Linked DNA regions of Mus musculus: all the other regions are linked to region 4. The links are chromatin contacts, called in public HiChIP or PLAC-seq and promoter capture Hi-C maps. All regions are on one chromosome and are shown on one strand. The core of a region is the stretch at or near the end of the contact, and the rest is flanking DNA. Distances in the headings are between cores, read along the strand shown. Region 1 has its middle 43 kb from the start of Gm46781. Region 2 has its middle 6.1 kb from the start of Mir296. Region 3 has its middle 5.2 kb from the start of Gm36417. Region 4 holds the start of Ankrd60 (ankyrin repeat domain 60). Region 5 holds the start of Ctsz (cathepsin Z).

Evidence for each region. Promoter capture Hi-C pulls out the DNA fragments that hold promoters and counts their contacts. HiChIP or PLAC-seq counts read pairs in DNA pulled down with a chosen protein or histone mark.
Region 1: a contact with region 4 is called in a promoter capture Hi-C map of hippocampal neurons, with 3 times the contacts expected there. The contact joins the enhancer-like site here to the promoter of Ankrd60 in region 4. A contact is called at or near these places in 6 of 39 promoter capture datasets (the 3T3-L1 cell line, 3T3-L1-derived adipocytes, embryonic stem cells and 3 more), 1 of 484 Hi-C or Micro-C datasets (the G1E-ER4 cell line), 1 of 115 datasets of contacts at active chromatin or transcription factors (embryonic stem cells) and 2 of 9 other capture datasets (adipose tissue and embryonic stem cells).
Region 2: an H3K27ac HiChIP or PLAC-seq map of trophoblast stem cells shows a contact between it and region 4, with 13 times the contacts expected there. The contact joins the enhancer-like site here to the promoter of Ankrd60 in region 4. A contact is called at or near these places in 11 of 39 promoter capture datasets (the C10 cell line, the HPC-7 cell line, cranial neural crest and 7 more), 6 of 484 Hi-C or Micro-C datasets (the BV-2 cell line, DN3 thymocytes, the G1E-ER4 cell line and 3 more), 17 of 115 datasets of contacts at active chromatin or transcription factors (craniofacial prominence, embryonic basal ganglia, embryonic forebrain and 9 more) and 3 of 9 other capture datasets (adipose tissue, liver and macrophages).
Region 3: an H3K27ac HiChIP or PLAC-seq map of regulatory T cell precursor shows a contact between it and region 4, with 9 times the contacts expected there. The contact joins the enhancer-like site here to the promoter of Ankrd60 in region 4. A contact is called at or near these places in 4 of 39 promoter capture datasets (the 3T3-L1 cell line, hippocampal neurons and liver) and 3 of 115 datasets of contacts at active chromatin or transcription factors (large pre-B cells, regulatory T cells and regulatory T cell precursor).
Region 5: a contact with region 4 is called in a promoter capture Hi-C map of liver, with 2.8 times the contacts expected there. The contact joins the promoter of Ctsz here to the promoter of Ankrd60 in region 4. A contact is called at or near these places in 9 of 39 promoter capture datasets (the 3T3-L1 cell line, the SN4741 cell line, cranial neural crest and 6 more) and 3 of 115 datasets of contacts at active chromatin or transcription factors (bone marrow-derived dendritic cells, large pre-B cells and neural tube).

The regions. Positions count from the first base shown.
Region 1 is chr2:174,562,677-174,565,376 of GRCm38.p6, reverse strand. No RefSeq gene overlaps it. Among named protein-coding and RNA genes, the nearest start is that of Gm46781, 43 kb to the left of the region's middle. Within about 2 kb of position 1,271, at least 59 of the 459 cell types and tissues checked have an H3K27ac peak or open chromatin away from gene starts, as enhancers often do. A contact at or near this core is called in hippocampal neurons, where this site is marked.
Region 2 is chr2:174,259,648-174,262,347 of GRCm38.p6, reverse strand. No RefSeq gene overlaps it. Among named protein-coding and RNA genes, the nearest start is that of Mir296, 6.1 kb to the left of the region's middle. Within about 2 kb of position 1,272, at least 22 of the 459 cell types and tissues checked have an H3K27ac peak or open chromatin away from gene starts, as enhancers often do. A contact at or near this core is called in embryonic stem cells and trophoblast stem cells, where this site is marked.
Region 3 is chr2:173,055,165-173,057,872 of GRCm38.p6, reverse strand. No RefSeq gene overlaps it. Among named protein-coding and RNA genes, the nearest start is that of Gm36417, 5.2 kb to the left of the region's middle. Within about 2 kb of position 1,337, at least 102 of the 459 cell types and tissues checked have an H3K27ac peak or open chromatin away from gene starts, as enhancers often do. A contact at or near this core is called in regulatory T cells and regulatory T cell precursor, where this site is marked.
Region 4 is chr2:173,576,913-173,579,612 of GRCm38.p6, reverse strand. It overlaps Ankrd60 (ankyrin repeat domain 60), which reads left to right and starts at 1,340. Exons shown (of 4, transcript NM_027303.2): 1 at 1,340-1,623. The coding sequence starts at 1,539. It also overlaps the pseudogene Ppp4r1l-ps.
Region 5 is chr2:174,437,757-174,440,456 of GRCm38.p6, reverse strand. It overlaps Ctsz (cathepsin Z), which reads left to right and starts at 1,418. Exons shown (of 6, transcript NM_022325.5): 1 at 1,418-1,707; 2 at 2,129-2,292. The coding sequence starts at 1,559.

The DNA of each region.
Region 1 (2,700 bases), core at 22-2,521, 990 kb before region 4:
TAGTCTCACACCCACGTCCAGGCCTGGCTGAGTGCTACCCTCATGTTACTGAGCGTCGAACAGCCTCCTTCCCTCTCTAAGTCTCCATTTCCCTTCCTGCCAAGGGAACACAGGAGCAGGGGGCTGGAGGTTGCTAAGCCCTGTCTTGCTGGGGTGAAATCTCAATAGCTAACTTCAAACTCTTCTCGGGACCTATCAGTGGCCCTGCTTCCTGCTGCTTCCTGCTGCTTCCTGAGGCTTCCTGGCTGTGCAATCTTCTCCTGCTGTGGGATGGGCCAGGATGAGGGTATTGCTTCCTGCTGCTCAGCTTACAGCTCCCAATTCAGATGATACTTGCTTCTGATAGGCCATCAAGGGAATGAAGGCAAGATGCTGGGGAAGGGCTTAACCCCCCTCCTCATTTTTTATAGTCCTTCACCTTCCCAGATTTCAATTCGCAACCCTGTTGTCAAGGCAACACTAGGTTTCTCTTTCTGCATTCTAACGGCTCAGTGGAAGTAACCATAGCAACAAGAATACCTTGTGCTTTAAAGCCACTGAAACCCCGCCCCGAGCCCCCCCCCCCGCCCCCCCCCCAAAGCTTCAGGACTTTACCTTACATTATGTTTGGGCAACTTTTACCACAGCAGTAGTACCTGCTTGGTGCCCAATAAGCCTAATGAGTGATATCTGCAATAGTTAGCTTTTGCCAAGTAACAAACAACCCCAAAGCCTCATAACCTCAGACAGTTAGCATTTCTCCTATCTCTGAAGGTCAGCTACATGGTCCCTCTGGGGTCAGCTACACACACAAGTGTAACTCTGCTGAGCCACCCATCTTGGCAGAGCTCTTAGGTATCTGATTGTGGGCTAATACCTTACAATATCAAAATTCTCTCCCCCCAAAAAAGTTTTCATGCTAAGCAGCTGGCCCAGGCTCTTTCGGCCAAAGGCAAGAGGTTCATGGAGAGCGGCAGAGGCAGGGAGGGCATTCAAACAGGCTGAAGTCCACAGGTATGGAGATGTCTTGGTAAAACATCTGTCACGTGCCTCAGTCAAGACAGTCCTAGGCCTGGACTGCTAAAAGTAGTAAAGAGACAGAATCCACTGTTGGAGAAAATGGAGGTCTGAGGTGGGAGGGAGGTAGAGGGTTACTAATGTCTTCTTAGACATCTTCCACGTTAACTTTGATGGTTTTGAGGAGGCCCGTTGCCATCTGCATGGGACCCAAGTTCAGTAGCCACAGAGCAGCCTTGGTAAAGAGGAAGCAGAAGTTTAGGGATTCTCGGCTTTCTCATCTCTTCTAGAGAAAGTGTTTCAGGCTTCCAGTTCCTCATGAGCAGTGGTTACTTCTGTGTGAGCTAAACAGTCCATTTGAGCCATAGACTGAGAACACAGTCCCCACTCACCCCCAGGGAAAGGACACAGAGTGCCAGAGGACATCATTCCCACCACCACCAGCCAAGACATAGACCCAGGACCCCAGCCTAGGATAATGGTTGATTTGTCAAGAAGAGGAACCAGGGATAGCTGAGAAGGTTAACCATTTTCCTCTGGTAAAATGCTGGCAATTAGCCAGGCAGTGGTGGCACATGCTTTTAATCCCAGCACTCGGGAGGCAGAGGCAGGTGGATTTCTGAGTTTGAGGCCAGCCTGGTCTACAGAGTGAGTTCCAGGACAACTAGGGCTACACAGAGAAACCCTGTCTCAAAAAATAAATGAATAAATAAAACAAAACAAAAAAACAGAAAATGCTGACAATTTTTAGGGTTCTGTCAAAACTATTTAAAAAACAAGTTTTAGTGCTGAGAATGGACCACAGTTGGCAGAGTGGCAACCTAAGGGGATGAGACCTGGGCTTGTTCCCAGGACTGCATAAACTAGGTTTGCTGCTGCCTGTAATGGCAGCACTTTGAGACAGAGACAGGAAAATTAGAAGTTCAAGGTTATCCATGGCTACATAATGAGTTCAAGGCCTGCTTGGATAACTGAGAACCTATCTGTTTGTTGTGTTGTGTTTTGTTTTGTTTTGTTTTGTTTTGTTTTGTTTTGTTTTGTTTTGTTTGAGTCAGGGTCTCCCTGTGTAGTCCTGGCTGTTCTAGAACTCACTCTGTAGAACAGATTGGCCTCCAACTCAAAGATCCGCCTGCCTCTGCCTCTCGACTGCTGGGATTAATGGTGTGTGCCACCACAACCCAGCAAGAACCTGTTTTAAAAATAAATAAATTCTTAAATGAGTAAAAACCTGAGACACATCAACAGTCCTAACCCTAGGCTGAGATTACAAAAACCATCCTCCTCTTGGCCATGAAGTTGTCTCCTTCCCCTGACTGTGGAGGCCCACTGGTCTCCAGGAGCCAAGCTTCACGCCTGCATGAGACATACCAGCAGCCCGACAGTGTGCTGAAAGCCATGATACTTTACTGTTTGCTTCCCACAGCACCGGGACCAACCTCAGTTTATAAAGTTTAGCTTCCTGTTATTATCCCAAGATTCTTATGACGGCAAGTGACAGGAATCAACTGACCATTTCTGATCAACTCAGGATCACTGGGTTCCTTCCCGAAGACAAATGTAGTTACGGCCTCAGTATGTCTTCCCAGTGCTTGAACAACCAACTAGAGAATGAAGACGGTGAGAGAGAAGATGCTTGTTGCTCGAGCACCAGAGAGTTGGGACCACCATGGAGTTTCTCTGAAGCCCTTGAAAACTGACATATCT
Region 2 (2,700 bases), core at 23-2,522, 680 kb before region 4:
GACATCTTAGGAGGATTAGGGCATCATTATGCCATGGACAAGGAAATGGGGCTATGGCCTGCTGAGGGGTCACTCTCTAGGTTTGTCCTTTGGGACCAGGGAAGGGATTGTTTCTTCTCATGGAAAACACACACACACACACACACACACACACACGCACGCCGCCACCACCACCACTACCCAACACAACTGTTAGGTCAGAAAGCTTCCCAGAGCCACCCAAGGGTGCAATGGGGTATGTGTGGAGATGGGGGCAGGCTGCGAAAGGGGCCAGAAAGAGAGGCTTCCAGGGCCCCTCTTTTTCCAGCAGCAGTTGAAAAACTTGGCTTCCTTCGTGAAAATCCAATAAAATCAGCCTGTGACTCACCTCTCCCATCCCCTGTTGTTTTTCAGCTCTCCAACAGGTCTCACGAATTTGTCTCTCTTTTTTTTTTCACCCCTGTTCTAAAATATCTGAAGCTCAAAAGATGGCAAGGTTTATATGGAATAAAAACAAAACAAAAAACAAACAAACAAACAATCTCCCCCTCTACCTCCATCCCAATCTTAGCCTACAGGATTAAAGCAGACTTTCTTTACTTCTGTTTCCCAAAGAATTCAATTAAAACCAAACCTCAAACAGCCCAGCACTCCTCACTGACCTGGGCTGAAAGGTTGAAACACCCTAAGGCTTTCTCCTCCCTTCCCTTCCCCACCCCTGCCCCCACCCCCACAAAGCATCCTGGGATGCTATCAGCAGTCTATTGTACAGGCAGGCATTCTTTGATCAGTCTCCTTCCCCCTTTGTAGGGCTGGAAACTGAGGCTGAGGAAAGACAATGTACTTAAAGCTCTTGGCTAATCTTCCATATTGAAATGCAAAGGGTAGTGGGGGCATGGTGGGGCACGCACTTGCAGGCATACACACACCCTTAATTCCAGCACTTAGGAAGCAGATGCAGGCAAAATTCAGAGTTTGAGGCTAGCCTCTTCCATCTGTCTGAAAGAATTGAAAAGAAGAAAGGAAAAAAACAAAACAAAACAACAACGAAATAACCCCAACAACAACAACTTGGAACTTAGACCTTTTTCTGGTTCTGGGGTAATTTTGCTCTTCCCAAAGAACGTGTGGCAATATCTAGAGACAGCTTTTAGTTGTCACAGTTGAGCCTGGTTCCCTGGAGGAGTTAAGGAGACTGTTCAATATCTTGCAAAGGACTGGACAAACACCCTAAAGGACTACTCAGCCATGGCACATCAACTGTTGAGAACAGAGTCACCACCCCACCCCCTCCCGACCCCTCTGGCCCCACAGGCAACCCAGGATTTCAGGAGAATAAATACAAGCCCACACCACACAGAGAGAGAGAGCTAGCAAGATAAGTACCAAGATGTCTCCACTTGTTTATCTCCTGCTGTAAGGAAGATTTCTTTTCATGTCTCTTTCTCATGGTTTCCTGTACGGTTGGAATTTTTAAAGAAAGAATGTGCATGTATCATTTTTATAATCAGAAAAAGAAGAGCTGTTTTCATTTTGCAAAAATGAAAAAGGGCTTTAGGACTTATCGATTCTGACCCAGGCCCCTCACTAACTAGCTGTCAGGAACAGCTATCTGGAAAATGTGTGCACCGAAAAGGTGAGGGTGAGTGCCTATAGGAATACGGAGTAACATTATCCTGGGAAGCTCTCTGAGCTCTTTCTCTCTCTCTCTCTCTCTCTCTCTCTCTCTCTCTCTCTCTCTCTCTCTCTCTCTCTCTCTCTCGTGCATTTCCCCTCTGAAATTGTGTGTGTGCTTTGTAGCATAGAAATCAGGGAGACTCAGGGAGGGTCCATCTGTGCCAGCTACCTGACTAGTGACGGACACAGGATACACCCAGCATCCTCCCAGCCCTTAGGAAATGTGGAGAAGATATTTCCAATGCTCCAAGGTAGCTATCAGTTCCTGCATAATTTTGATTTTTATCTCAGAATTGGGCTAGGGCTGGATTTCTATACAGAGAGCCACTGACCATTTAGGTGAGATCATTCTTAATTGTAGAGACCGTTGCTGGGCTAGTGAGATGCTTAGCAGTGTCCTTGGCCTGGCTTCCCATTAGATGCTAATAGCACTCCCAACCCCCATCCACCCCAGCAAGAGTGAGAAACCTAAAATGTCTCCAGATTTAAGGGCAAATGTCCTGTGGGGGCGCCCAAGGTCACAGCTGGTACAGACCCCTCGGCTCCAGCCTGCCTGATGTTTCAGAAAAAAGACTTCATAAAGATGACAGTCCCCCATGTCAGGATCCTGCTTGCTGCATTTCTGAGTCACTGCCTGTGTTTCTCTGTCTTTAAAAATCTTCCATTTGTGTCTGCCCCCTTGGAAACAGCCCTGCACCCAAATGTGAGCCTCTTGGTGGTCTGAAAAGCCCTGTTAAGCCCCATCAAAGCCTAAGTCTAGAACTCTGGTTATTCCTGCAAACACTGACAGGGCCGATGGGAGCCATAGACAGGAGCCACTGAACACAGAAAAACAAACCCCTTGTTTCCTAGGATTGCGCACATCCACCAACTAATTGCGAGAAGACCAGGAGAGATGCTGCGGGGCCACTTTTCACGCCACAGCCTAAATCGGAACAAGAAGATGAACTTTAAATTGAGTAAGATAAAACCAGTTTGGGAAATTCAATATCTCACCTCCCTTCCTGTCTTTTTAAAAATCCATAATTCATACAGAACCCAGTC
Region 3 (2,708 bases), core at 88-2,587, 520 kb after region 4:
CAGGCAGCCAAAGATATCAGGTCCCTGGCTCAGAGAGGAGAATCCCACACCAAGGTGGGGCCACCGTCGTTCCTGAGCGCAGCTGTCCTCAAGTGCTCAAAGTCCTCGGGCAGGGGCAAAGGACTCCTGGCCTGCCTGGGGCTCAGTGGCAGCTGATAAGAAATCAGATAGAGCTTGAAGCCCGGGCAGACAAGGGGTCGCCCTCTCCCCTCTTCCCCAGTCTCCTGTCCCCTCCCACCTCCCCTGGGCTGCAGAACAGCTCTCAAACTGTGACCTTGTGACCATAGGCTAGTGATCTCAACTCTGGAGCCTCAGTTTCCCCATCTGTCAACCGAGGGTCTCCGGGCTATCAGCGGTGAGCAACCATGGCAACTGCACCTGTGCTGCCTCTGTTAGGTTTTTTATTCTTGTTTTTCGTTTGTTTGTTTTAATGCACAGTCGCTATCCTCAGACACACCAGAAGAGGGCATTGGATCCCATTACAGATGTCTGTGAGTCACCATGTATTTGCTGGGAATTGAACTCAGGTCCTCTGGAAGAGTTGTCCGTGCTCTTAACGGCTGAGTCATTTTAAGCTAGGGGCTGGCCAGGTCACACCCACCCACAGCAGCCTACCTGGGTCTCTCTCCCCTCATAGACACTGGGAAGAAAGCCTATGAACCTCTGACTGGCCAACAGACTCCCCAGGTGCCTGGATTCCAAGGGAGTGACAATCACTGTTCTCACTTCACTAGTGGGTTATAGGTCAAGACACATTCCTCGGTCCCTGTACAGTGGGCGGAGACACATCCCTCTGCAATGTACGATGGGCGGAGACACAGCCCTCCTCTGTGTACAGTGGGCGGAGACACAGCCCTCTGCAGTGTACGGTGGGCGGAGACACAGCCCTCCTCTGTGTACAGTGGGCGGAGACACAGCCCTCTGCAGTGTACAGTGGGCAGAGACACAGCCCTCCTCTGTGTACGGTGGGCGGAGACACAGCCCTCCTCTGTGTACGGTGGGCGGAGACACAGCCCTCCTCTGTGTACGGTGGGCGGAGACACAGCCCTCCTCTGTCTACAGTGGGTGTACCTTAACTAAATGTGTTCCTCCTTCCTCACAGCCCTTTTTCATCTTGTTTGTGGGGCTTAAAGGTTTATTTTAGCCAGTGTTGTGTAGCCCAAGCTGGCCTCGTTGTGTAGCAGAAGATGACTTTGAACTTCTGAACCTCCTGCTTCCATCTCCTGATGTCAGGACACGACACCACAGCTAGTTTTATGTGGCACTGAGGGTCTGACACAGAGGCTCGTGCATGCTAAGCAACCACTCTACCAACCAAGCCATAGCCTCAGCCTCTTCCTGTCTTCTTCAAAATGAATGGGAGGGAGGGAAGCTCTGGCCCTTCCTCCCCCCCTCCAACCCCAACCCTCTACTGCTCTGCCCTCCGCCTCATCGTTCTCTGCTCCCTCAGCAATGCATTTCCTCCCCCCGACACCCCCCATGTAAGGGCAGATGGTGGAGACAGAGCCAAGACCTGTGTTGCAGAGTGCCCCTGCTCACAGCATAGCTGACTGAAGAGTTCTGGTCTGATGTACTACCAGCCCCCAAACCCAAACTCAACCCATGGTGAGTTTCTAATGAATAGCCACATGTCAGCACCTAGAGCATCGTGCACACATGACAGCAGCACACAGTAGGTGCTTGGCAAATACTCCTTAAGCAATTGAAAAGAGCCAGTAGTAATTGTTCCCATTTGACAGACAGTAAACTGAGGCTAGTTGGAAAGGATCAGAGTTCAACTCTTAGATCTAGAAGGAACCCAAGTTTGGGTGAAAGGTCCCACCCATGGTCAGAGGCAATGCTCAAACTCAGTTTCACAGGGCTCCTATCTCTGCTCAGTAGCCTCACAGGCCAAAGGCTATCATATAACGTGTGGTCTGACATAACTCACACAGCCTCTCTGAGCCTTGGTGTTCACGTCTATAAAACAGAAAACAGGCCTGCTTGCATGTGGGCACAGGTGCCTCAGCTTGTCCAATTCCCACTTACCTGCTGCCCACCCAGCCCCCCACTCCTAGGTCCCAGCGCTGGGAAGCTTTGGCTCTGGGCCCTCACTTAGATATGTCTTGTCCGGCTCATTACTTGAAAGGACAAGCTTATTTGAGAGCTGGGGAGTTCGTTCAGAGAGCCCGGGGCCCACGGTCTGGGGAATCACATTACTTTTCTCCATTTCCATCCTTCTTTGGAAAGGTGGCAGGCAGACACACTGGCCGGCGCTTCTGCCGAGCACAGGGCCAGCATCCACAAATCCCCAAGCCCAATCACAAATCTTTCTCCTATTTAAAAACCAGAGTGAATGGCTGCACAGTAGCTTGCTCCCCAGTGAAACCCAGAGAGCACATCTCAGCCTCAGCAGTGGCTTGGCAGGAGCCACACCCCAGAGCTTGTCCCACTGGTGGTGTGTGTCCTGCTGTCCATCCTCCAGCTTCTCCAGGCTTGTGATTCCTCAAGCACTAGAACCTGCAACCCAGTCACACTCTGTCTTGTCGGGGAGCAAGTGTCATGACCCCAAAACCACAGGTACATTTCTCAGTAATATGCAGGAGGCTCCAAAGGGACATGCCTCAGTGTTGGGTGGAGGTATGGAGGGGGGCGTCTGTCAATCACAGAGATATTTAGGAAAAAAAAAAAAAAGCAGGTCTCCTCCAGTAGAAGGATTCATCTCAGAA
Region 4 (2,700 bases), core at 91-2,590:
CAAAACAAGCTTCTACTGCTCAGGTAATGGAAACTTATCAAGTCTGTTGGTCTAAAAGGAGGGAAAATTATTCTCAGCTAGAATCTTGGATCCTTTATAGAGCATAATTTTCTAGAAAGAAGAGCAAAAACACCAGGCAGTCATGACACACGCCTTTAATCAGAGCACTCGGGAAGCAGAGGCAGGCAGATCTCTGATTTTGAGGTCAACCTGGTCTACAGAGTGAGTTCCAGGGCACTCAGGGCTACACAGAGAAACCCTGTCTCAAAAAACAAAACAAAACAAAACAAAACAAAACAAAACAAAAAAATCCCACAAACAAAAGACAAATAATAAAGATAAAAATAACTATTTAGTGTTCTGAGGTAGAATCTAGGTACTGAAATGAAATTGTTCACTTATGACAAGACCAGCCTCCTATCAAGACTGTGGCTACAAGACAGCTGCTGGGGGGGGGGGGGGGAGTTCTGTTCCTGGGTGGAGCCTTGGGATCAATACTCAGTACTGCAGAAAAAGAAAAAAGAAAAAAAAAAAAAAGAAAGACTGTAAGACCCCAGCCTGTTCACTGTACACATTATAATTATCCATCATTTAGAATGAGCCTCTCTGATATAAAAGGATTAAACCACCGTCCCTTTATGTCACCTTGAACTGCATGTGCCTCTGCCCCCAAGTGAGTGGGTGGCCTGGACCACCATGCCTTAGACCAAATTTGTGTAACTGCTATACAAACTATTTTTCAAGCTTCTATTTTGTTCGTGGTAACAACAGAGTTTTTGAAGGGCGTTCTGGCTCCCTGCCCGTTCCATGGTGCTTCCTCTAGCCCCTAAAGGCCTTGCTTTGGGTCTGGTGGTATTTGAGGGCCTACACCCTCCCAACCCTGCGGTTTGAGCTTCCCCTGAAAAGGTTTAAGCCTAGCCTTCCCATCAGATGTGTTCCATACTTTTCTCCCTCCGAGGATGTCACAACGTCAGGGCACACGGGTTTGATGCCATTTCCACCCAAGCCTCTGCCTGTTCCAGCGTGGCCCAGGTTAGCTTGGATTGCTATGTTCCTAAAAGCACACGGCAGCAAGCCTGTCGACCACCTTAGAAACTGTGGACCCAGCGTTTCTCCCTAACCATGCAGACTGCCCTGAACAGACAAGAGGTTCCCCACAGGGCTAGCAGGCTGGCGAGGACCGCGGAGGAGGCTGGGGGGGGGGGGGGGGAGCAGTCTCCGGAAGCGCGGGCGCCCCTCTCCTGTCCCGGGGGCCCCAGGCGGGGGCGGCGATGACGCGCGGGATGACGCGGGCCATGCGGAGGGCGGCAGACGTGGCGGGGGCGGGCGCGCGTCCGCCGAAACGGCAGGGGGACGACCCCAAGGCGGGCGCGCGCCACACTCAGCCCTCCAGCAGGGCCCGCGCACAGGTTAGGGGGCACACAGGGGACCCGCTTGCCTCCACCGTGTCGCCAGACTTGACTCCTGACGTCTATGTCCTGCGGGTGAAGCTGGAGGAGACTGGGGAGCTGTTCCGCGTGGCCAACTGCCGCAACGACATGACAGTGCGGGAGCTCAAAGAAGAGCTGGACCTGATGGTCGGCATCCCCTTCAACCTGCAGCGGCTGCATTTCCTGGACCGAGGTGGCCCCTGCCCGACCCCTTCCCGCACCCCATGAGCTCCTCCCACTCAATGGCCCCCCCCCCCGGCCCACTCCTGCCCTGGGTCCCCATGACACTCGTAACTGCCAGAGAATCCAAGGTGACCAAGTCAAACCCAACCACTCGAGCCCCATCTAGAACGGCCCCTTGGAGCGCTGGCCACTCAAGGGCTCCTAACTCCAAGCACATGGGTGGGTGTCTTATTAACCCCAAATATATAGGTGAACCTCATTCACAAGCATTGTGTCTGTCGCAGGCTGTGGTCTGCCAACCTTGAGCAAGTCCAGGCTGCTCAGAACCTCAACTCTCAAAACCACAAGACCTTCTGGGCAGCCTCTTGTCTTCCTTAGGGAGCCCAGGCCCCCAAGACAACCATGTCTACCTAAGACTTCACTCTTGAAACAAAACTAGGTCTTAGTAGACCCTACCACTACCAAATCGAGGACAGGCCTTTCCCCCCATGAGAACCTGGATCCAAACCAAACCCTAAGTGGTGGATACCAAATTCTCTAGTTAGCCTGTCTATGCGAGCATTTCAGAAGCTGGGACAAACCTTGTTGGCCTCAGGTCCCCAAAGGCAGAGGACATCTGCCTAAGATTGAACCCCAAATCTCCAAGCTGAAAATAACTAGCTCAGAGCCCCAACCCTAAAACTCAAACCAACCGTGTCCATACATGTCTGCACAAACACAGAAGAAGCCATCTGGACCTGGGACCCTCAAGACCCAGGACAAAGTCGACCAAGACTGAACTTGGTTTCTAGGCTAATGACCACTGCCTCGGGAACCCATGTCCTCCATCCCCACTGGCTATCCAGAGATACTAAACAAAATCCTACCCACCTTAGGAAACCCCAAATCCAGGCCAAGCATGACCAGATCTATTTTAGGTGACCCCAAGATTCCATCAACTGTGTCTACATAGAGATGCTAGAACTCAGATCAAACTTTCCCCTCCTGGAACCCCAAACCCAGAATAAAGCTGAGTGCCCAGATCTCATTCCCACACCAACCGCTACCAACACCGCCCCCCAACTCATACCAACTGTATATTCTCTCA
Region 5 (2,700 bases), core at 169-2,668, 860 kb before region 4:
GTATATTTTGTTAATTTTAAAACTCCACTCATTCATTTGCTCGTTATCTGTGCCAGGGATTGAACTTGGGACCGTGAGCACACTGAGTACACACTCTCCCGATAAACGCTGCTGCCCTATTGTGCTCTTCACTAGACCTTGCCTGTGGGATGCCATAGAATCGCCAAGACCAATTGTCCCCTTCCTGCGAGAGAGAGCCCATGTGGAACCCACGTGGGAGGCGACACTCCCCCAGAGTGGACCGAAGGGCTCTAAGGTCAATGCATGGTCACTACTGGGGAGAACTGGCTTAGGGAACTCAGGTCTCTGCCTGGGCCTTGGGAGGCCCTCATTCCTACCAGGCTACTTACCACCCAGCAGAAGGGAGAGGTTGCCATGACCCCCCAGGATGAAAGATTTCAACATACAGATGCCAGTGTTCATTTGCCTCCGTGACTACTTTATAGCAACAGGGAACAAAACTCTTGCGTTGTTAAGGGTAGCCCCAAGTTTGCTTCTGAGGTCTTGTTCTGCTCTCTGACAGGAGGTATCCAGCAGGCTTTTGAGTCTTGTTGGAATCCTGGGTGATCTGGAAAGGCAGGCAGCAAGACAGCCATTATGATTTCTGACTGCCCCTATCCACAGACAGAGGAATGGCTGTAGCCCCACTGGCCATCGCGCATCAGGAATCTCACACCCACCACCTGGAGAGAGCCTGAGATAAAACACCAGGGGATGTTTCTTACAGAAGAAGAGATAGCTTTGTGGCCTGGGACTGCTGACAATAGCTCACGGGGCACAGGGGGAAGGGGAAATTCTCCCATTACGAAACCTAGGCTGGCCAGGTCCCACTTCTTTCTCAGTTCCTCATCTTGGAAGAGTCTGGTTAGCAGGGACCCTTTCCAGAACCCCAGGGACTCACGATATATGTGCCAAGTGAAAAAAAAGAAAAAAAAGAAAAAAGAAAAGAGTAATCCTGGAAGGATCCTTCTCTGTGAAGGAGAGCTGTCTCTTCAGGAAAAGCCTGGGTCTTGGGGGGTGGAGAGGAGGGGCTCAGAAAGCCAGGCTAGAGTCCAATGCTGGGTATGACCCACACCTTCTTCCAGCCTCAGGATATCTCTGTGCGCTCCTAGGGAGACCTAACCTAATGGGACACTGCACCACACTCCAGAGCAGAGAAACAAAAGAATCTGGGCTGAGTGGGCCAATGGAAGCCTGCTGAGCCCTACCCTGCTCCAGGATGCCTGGGTCTCTGAATAGTAAACTTAAGTTTTGCTGTCAGTCCGTGTTATCACAATGGCTGGTGGCACTGTCAGGTCTGGGGTCTGGTTGTGTGACCCCAGGTTCTGCTGATCCGGTTGTTTGATTCCTAGTGAGGCAGATTATCTCCTGGGGGCTGCCGAGCGGGGCGGGGCGGGGGCAGGAGCAGCGGGGAAGGCCCCGCCCTCGGGGTGTGTCCAACTTGGGCGCCTCCTAAAGGACCGGGCGGGGCGTCCCGAGCGCGTGGGCCTGCGGGTCGGGTCAAGAGGTCGAAGGTGCTGCGCGTGATCCAGGATCCGAATTGGCCCGGAGCAGGAGCATGGCGTCGTCGGGGTCGGTGCAGCAGCTGCCCCTGGTGCTGCTGATGTTGCTGTTGGCGAGTGCGGCACGGGCCAGACTCTACTTCCGCTCGGGCCAGACTTGCTACCATCCCATTCGCGGGGACCAGCTGGCTCTGCTGGGGCGCAGGTGGGCGCGGGGCTGTGCCTAGGGAGGAAAAGGGTCAACTTCTAGGCCAGGCGCGCACCCCCTGACACTTGGGACCTTGCCCCATCCTCCCTCATTAGGCCTGGGAAGCACAAATCCCATCCCTTCCTTTTGGGATGATTTTCACATCCGGGGAGCTCTGGGGTTTGCTGGTTTGGGCAGTTCTCGCCTCTACTGCCTTTGTTAGTGAGCATTAGCGTATTTCGGAGATGCTCTGTCACATTCAGCTTCCAATAGTCCTGGGTTCTGCTGGTGGCTCTTCTGGGTCAAGTTCTGAACCGACCACAGTTTGGGAAGAAGGCCAACAGGAGAAATGACTGGATTTGTGGCCCTGGTGGGGGTAGGGAGAGGGGAGGCCCTATGCGTTCCAGAGTTGGTTTCCATTGCCATGATGTCCTCCCAGGACTTATCCTCGGCCGCATGAGTACCTGTCCCCAGCGGATCTCCCCAAGAATTGGGACTGGAGAAATGTGAACGGTGTCAACTATGCCAGCGTCACCAGGAACCAGCACATCCCACAGTACTGTGGTTCCTGCTGGGCCCACGGCAGCACCAGTGCCATGGCAGGTAGGTGGCCTGGCGCTCCATGCTAAGCCTAGGGCAGGGCCAGTATCTTGGCCAGGTGGGTGGCTGCACTTCACCATCCAATCTACCTTTAGGTGAGCCATGATAGCCATAGCCCGGGGCTACAGGGGCCCATGGCCCTGTACCATGATTCAGACTTGGATTTCCCCTCAGCCAGAGTGAGGTGGCTGTGTCATTCTGGAGTTCTCTCCTGTGGGCCTACTAGGGCCTCTGTGGGACAGGCTTGGGCTGGAATCTGGTGACAAGTGGCTCCCAGGAACCTTCCCTTCCTCAGAACTTGTGACTTCAGCCATTGAGAACCATGGGACCGGTGTTGCAAAATCACTGAGTTCACAGTTGGTTTGTGGGGCGTGGAAGTGAAACTGCTTCTCAGTAGCAGCTGGCATTTGA